Regions from separate parts of the Gossypium hirsutum genome. Here region 1 is linked to region 2. A link is a contact called in public Hi-C data. All regions are on one chromosome and are shown on one strand. Each heading gives the region's core, a stretch centred on a gene start, on an enhancer-like site or on the middle of the called end of the contact. The rest is flanking DNA. Distances are from core to core; before and after follow the strand shown.

Region 1 (3,032 bases), core at 153-2,652, 170 kb after region 2:
AGAGAATTGACAAGGAACAATAAAAGAAAAAAAATGCTTACTTTGGCCATTGATGACTTCTTACATATCACATTTGTCTCATTAACGACCCTCATTGCATCAAGGACATAACTAAAAGTAGAAAAACATGAAAGGGAACGAACATATCAGATTGAAAATGTAATGCGTACATTATACAGTTAAAACTTTGATCTCGACAGTAATTGTGGACTGATATTTACCCAGGAGAAGAACCAGAAGTAATGAAGTATTGCACCAATGCGGCGAAAAACAACAACAAATATAAAGCAGTGTACCTGGGAAAACGGAGAAAGAATTAAATTGAAGGTTCAAAGCTATGAAGCAATTACTCATCAAAAACAGCAAAAGAAAAAACTAAAGCAAGTGAATTTGAAAAATAATAATAATAATAACTTTAAAACGTCAAGTAAAAGCAGAATGAGTAATATTGCTTCATAAATATTTAAATGTTATTATGCTTATAGCCTAGTTCTCTTCATAGATATCATTATGCAATAAAAGTAGAAGTTTGAGGTGGAAACAATCATTTAATGTAAAGGTGGAATAAAGGTATCCAACTCTTAACTTTTCATCTAAGATAAAATAATAGCATCGAATGGAATACCATACATACCAGGGTTCTTTTTTCGTTTTATCTATCAAATCACTATCGAAAAGGAAAAGAATGCCAACGTATACCAGATGCAGCATCACTAATGTCACTTTCAAAACCAACGATGATCTCCGTGCTGAAAACCCAACAATAAAATCAAATTCAATTAAAAAAAAAAGAACAAAGAAAATGAGGAAATTTAACCGTGGAAAAAAAGAGGAAAGACCATGCTTACTAAAACAAAAAAAAAAAAACTGAGAAATTGACAAGTAATTAACTAATTAACCGCAATTCACATGACACTCGCACGGCAAAAACACAGTAAAACGCTTTCCCACCTTTTTCTCTTTTTCGGGAAATAAGCAGAGATAAAAAATAAAATAAAAATAAAAAAAGAGTACCAGGATCGGAGAGGCAAGAGAAGCAGTGATAACATCGGTCGAGAGCTCGATCGCGAAAGGAACGGCATATACCAATGACCATGGTCACCAAACAAATCCTCCCAACAACAAAAAAATTTCAAATCAAATCAAAACATTAAATGACACCACTCGTTGCATCACAATGCTCCTATTTTGGTTCTGTTTTTCCTGGTAAAGTTCTTGTTTGTCTCTTTTGCTAGCAAGATAATTTTTTCTAGGGAAAGTGACAGTAGAATAGAAATAGGCAAAGCCAAAACTATTTACTAGAAACGTAAAGGGAAAATAATACAGCTTGGGGAAGATTGCAGATAAACTAAAAAAATAGAGAGCTGGTACAGAAATAAAACATGAAGCTGCAAATGCAATTGGATGATGTAAGCTGCTATTTATTTATTAAGTAGATACATCGGCGGACAATCCGTATACAGCCCCATATCTTTATGGGCTTTCACTCTTTAACCTCAAGCCCAATTCAAAATATAATATAATATAATATAATATGATATAAAAATTATCTTAATATTTGTATCATTTAATTTAAGTGTAATTTTATTTATCTGATTTAAATTTTAAAATCAAAACATAAATTTAAACAGATAAATCTGAAAATTATTTTATTAAAATTTAATATATTTAAACACTTAATATATATTTATTTTATATTTTATATGATTTTAACTTGGGATTTTGTCCCACAACCATCAATTTATGAAAAAGCAACTAAATTTAGTGCTCCTCACTTTTTATTTTATGTATCATTTTGATTCTTATTTTTTAAATTTTAATTAAATTATTATTTTGAATTAAAAAAATAAATTGTTTAAATTTTAATAATGTTAATGTAGCATCCCATATGGTAATTTATATATACTTCATAAAAAATTTGAAAAAAAAATAAAAAATTTTAAAAATTTATCCACGTCAATAAAGTACATGTGAATTGCTTTGTTGACTACCGCGCCAATGTTGTTTATAGTTTAAGGATTAATATAATTTTAAGAATTAAAATGAACAAACACCGTACAAATTTCAGAGTAAATTTAGTTGCCAAATTGAAGGACAAAAAATTATATTAACTCAAATTTTAATAATCCGATCAATTTTTAAGTTAGAATATATGAAATTGATTAAAAGTTAAAAAGTTAATATCTAATGAAAAGAAAAAGAGGAAAGATTAGAGTAAAAATTTAACATTATACCTTAAAAAAGTAATAAATGGTAAGAAAGTTGTAGGTTTAAATTAATTAGTATTAAAGTTTGATGAAGTAATTAAAATCTTAAAAGAGGGTTCTACATAAGATTGTGGTGGGCAATTTATCTTAACTAGTCGTGGATACTTTTGTTGGAGACCTCCCTCACCTATAGAAGATTGAGACTGGTAGATGGAGACTGGACCACACGATTTCTATGGTCCAACTCCTAACAGTCAACCCAACCCAACTGATATTCCACAAAACTTTCTACGTTGTATTGTTAGGTGATGGTCAAAATTGCAGTTATTCACGTTATAATTAAATATTTGGTTAAAATATGTTATTAGTCTTTGTATTTTAATAAATTTAAAATTTAGTCCCAATAGTTAAAATTCTAAAAATATTTTCCTTTAAATATGTAAATTTAACATGTAATTAGGTTGTTCTAATGTCACGTTACATATAATTAATAAAAAATAAACTTATTAAGTTAATTAATTTTAATAAAAACCACCAAAAATAATATTAATTGAACTAAACTCTTTAAATTAAAAATATACAAAGATTAAATTTATAAATTAATCTCGTGACGGAGCCACATTGATAGTTGTAGGGTCAATTGACCCCACAAAGAAAAAGTCCTGAGATGATACGAGTAGCCCTGAAGCAAGACTCTGCTAGAATTAATTACCAGTTTCTGTTGAGATTCATGAAAACTATTCATGTTGACTGAAAAGTAATCTTTTATTGATATTAAACCGGATATAAAACTTTGGTATATATACACAAGCTGCCAAGACTAGT
Region 2 (2,863 bases), core at 314-2,813:
TGAGGTTTCAGATTATCAGCTCCGGCCTTGGGTGGCTGTGTCTTGACATCTTCAACATTTGTAGCAATGCTGCCAGCTTTATGGTTGCTACCTTGAACACTGGCTTTGTGGTTCATCTCAACATTCGATTTCTGAAAATACAAGTCCTTTTATGTAAGTAATTAAACCAACATCGAGAAACAACATATTGAAGCAAAATGAAGAGGAAGTACTACCTTGATTCCTCCTTGTCCTTTGTTGGTGGTAGCTGACTGTGGGTATGCAAGTGAGTTGGGATCAATCTCGCTCAAGGGGTTTCTTCTATAAGGCGAATGCTCTGCTTTCCTGGAGGAACTGCGACTAAGAGTTGGTTGTTGCTGATTCTCATTGCAGCCTTTGGCATTATTAGTCCTTGCAGGGGACTGAGACCGAGGTGATGCGGCGCTCCTTGAAACACCTACTACACCCGCATCTCCCACATTCCTCTTCACAGAGATCCTTTTGATGGCATTAGCAGTAGTCGTGGAAGGTTCTACACCGTTGCTGCTCTTATCCATTGCCAATGAAGAAACGGTTGCCGGAACAGAGACCATCTTTCCGGGCCTGTTACTGGCATTGGCAGCATTATTACCATGGGTGCCTTCAGTGTTCTCTGATCTTCTTCCTGGGGATCGGCTCACTCGTCTTCCACCACCGCTGCCGTTAACTCTTTCTCTGCTCCCGGAGCGTTGTTGCTGCCGGTCTCTTTCTCTGCTCGGAGTCCTCCTCCTTCCTTGAGAAGAAGACCTACTTGATTGCCGGTGGCGAGGACGGTCGTCTTCACGTAAATTATCATTCCCTTTCTTCCTCGAACCATAATCAGTTGAAGCAGCAGCGCCGATATCGTTGTCGTTTTCGCAATCGAAATCGTAACTTCGCTTGGAACCGGAGTACTTCCTGGAAGGCGTTTTCCCCGAGGAGTTGCTTCTGCTAAGCCTTCCGCATTGTATCAAAATGGCATCTACTTCCTCTTTAGTGCAGCTGGACGTCCTCACAGCAGTATTGATGTTGCAGACTACGCCTCCTTCGGTGGAGGCAGAGGAAGCGGGCTCGTTTTCGGTTGACTGCGTTGGATTTTGCGGCGAAGGGGAGCGTTTGTCTCTGTCATGGCTCTTTCTGTGTTTTATGACGAATATCTCCTTCTTCACCAAGCTCTCCTCTTGGCTTGCTTTCGCAGACTGTTCTTCTTCAGTTACCAGGTGAACCTTGGGCTCGCTTCCGGTTTTGAGGTTGGTCTCGGCCGCTAATGGTGGTAGTGCAGAAGAAAGGGGAACCGTGGTCGACTGAGGCTGCGGCTTTGGCTTTGGCTTTGGCTGAGGGTTGTGATGGGGGGAAGAGGCTTTCTTTTTGCTGAAACAGCCACCCATTTGGGATTAGTGAGAGAGAGGAATTGAAGAGTGGGAGATGGGAAACGGTGTGAATAGGTTAATAAGGGTGGGGTACATCTGTCTTTAAAACGCACAGCTTTTTTTGGTATTTCAAAATTTGAATCCATGATCTATCCGTTAAATTTTAAATCCACAGAATCAAAGAGACGTTGGATGACCCGACTGACACACTCCAACTCCTTTTATTATATAATAATATCATTTGGTAGACTTGTATATTTGGATAAATGGTGCTACCTTTTCGTTTTATAAAAACGTAATTTTTTTATTCAAAACAATGAATTTAATGTCAGACATTAATTTAATTATTGGAATGTTACTTGATTTTGTAAGGAAGGAATTAATGGGAAACTTGCCATTTTCAAAATTTTATTTTTTACATTGGAACAGGTACTAAGTTTTTAACATTTTTTTTATACTTATTTTATCCCTTACAAGGAAAATAAAATTTGGAAATGTCTATACACGAATATGAATTTCACATTTGATGACAAATTATTTAGATGTCGAGATTCAAGAGTTTCCAAAGCGGGGGAGAAAAGTTCTCTCCTTTTCTTAGTTTTCTTTTATTTTGGGAGTCCTAATGATAATTTATATAGTCTTTTAAGTCTCGTGGGATAAGTGTGGAGTAAAAGTCTCGTGGGATAAATGTGGAGCATGAAAACATCACATGTATATTTTCATATGCAATGGAGACATACAATAGGAAAAGTTATAATTTTTTTTATAAGAAGAAAAAATGGCTAAGCCTTAAGGACTACAAAAAACTATGAGGGGCATAGTCGTCAGCTAGTCACACTCAACTTATCTCCTAAAAGGATATTTTCAAGCTCAACTGTTGGATGATTGAATGCTTGCAAAATGAGATCTTCATTAGCTCCCATCCATATCATGAAATCTGTTGCATAATTGACCTCATGATAGGCATGTCAAACTCAGGCATCCCATTCTCTATTGTAAAGCTGAAAATGTAACCGCCCGTTTTCAGTTAAATTGGAACAGTGATTTCGGGACCACAAATTCGAGGTCAGAAGAAAATTTATTTTAATATTATTTTATGGTCTACAGTATGATAGAAATATCGTATAAAAATTTCATTAAGAAATTTTATCGTTTACATGCCTAGCTTGATAAAAAGGACTAAATTGCATAAAGAGTAAAAATTGAATTCTAGTAGTTAAAAGTATCAAATAGCTATGGAATTTAAAATTGGAGGTCCTTATATAGCAAATAGACCATTTAGAAGAGTTAGTGGATAAGTATGATTATTCATCATTGGAAATTGAAGAAAATATTAAAGTTAATTTTGGAAATTAAAGATTTAAAGTAATATTAAATAAAAGAAAAAAATCTATTTTCATCATCTTTCATAAAAAAACATGGAAACCCTAGCCATGGAAGCTTAATTTTTAGCAAGCTTCTTTTGCTCATTTGGGTAAGTATTATTGTCTTGTTTT

Evidence for each region. A called contact is a pair of places that touch in the nucleus more often than the background predicts.
Region 1: a Hi-C map of leaf shows a contact between it and region 2, with 1.6 times the contacts expected there. The contact joins the promoter of LOC107895525 here to the promoter of LOC107895448 in region 2. A contact is called at or near these places in 2 of 34 Hi-C or Micro-C datasets (hypocotyl and leaf).

What each region holds. Positions count from the first base shown.
Region 1 is chrA11:23,866,096-23,869,127 of Gossypium_hirsutum_v2.1, forward strand. It overlaps LOC107895525 (protein S-acyltransferase 10), which reads right to left and starts at 1,403. Exons shown (of 12, transcript XM_041081406.1): 1 at 1,015-1,403; 2 at 635-749; 3 at 222-296; 4 at 42-111. The coding sequence starts at 1,096.
Region 2 is chrA11:23,691,966-23,694,828 of Gossypium_hirsutum_v2.1, forward strand. It overlaps LOC107895448, which reads right to left and starts at 1,564. Exons shown (of 2, transcript XM_016820727.2): 1 at 216-1,564; 2 at 1-131. The coding sequence starts at 1,385.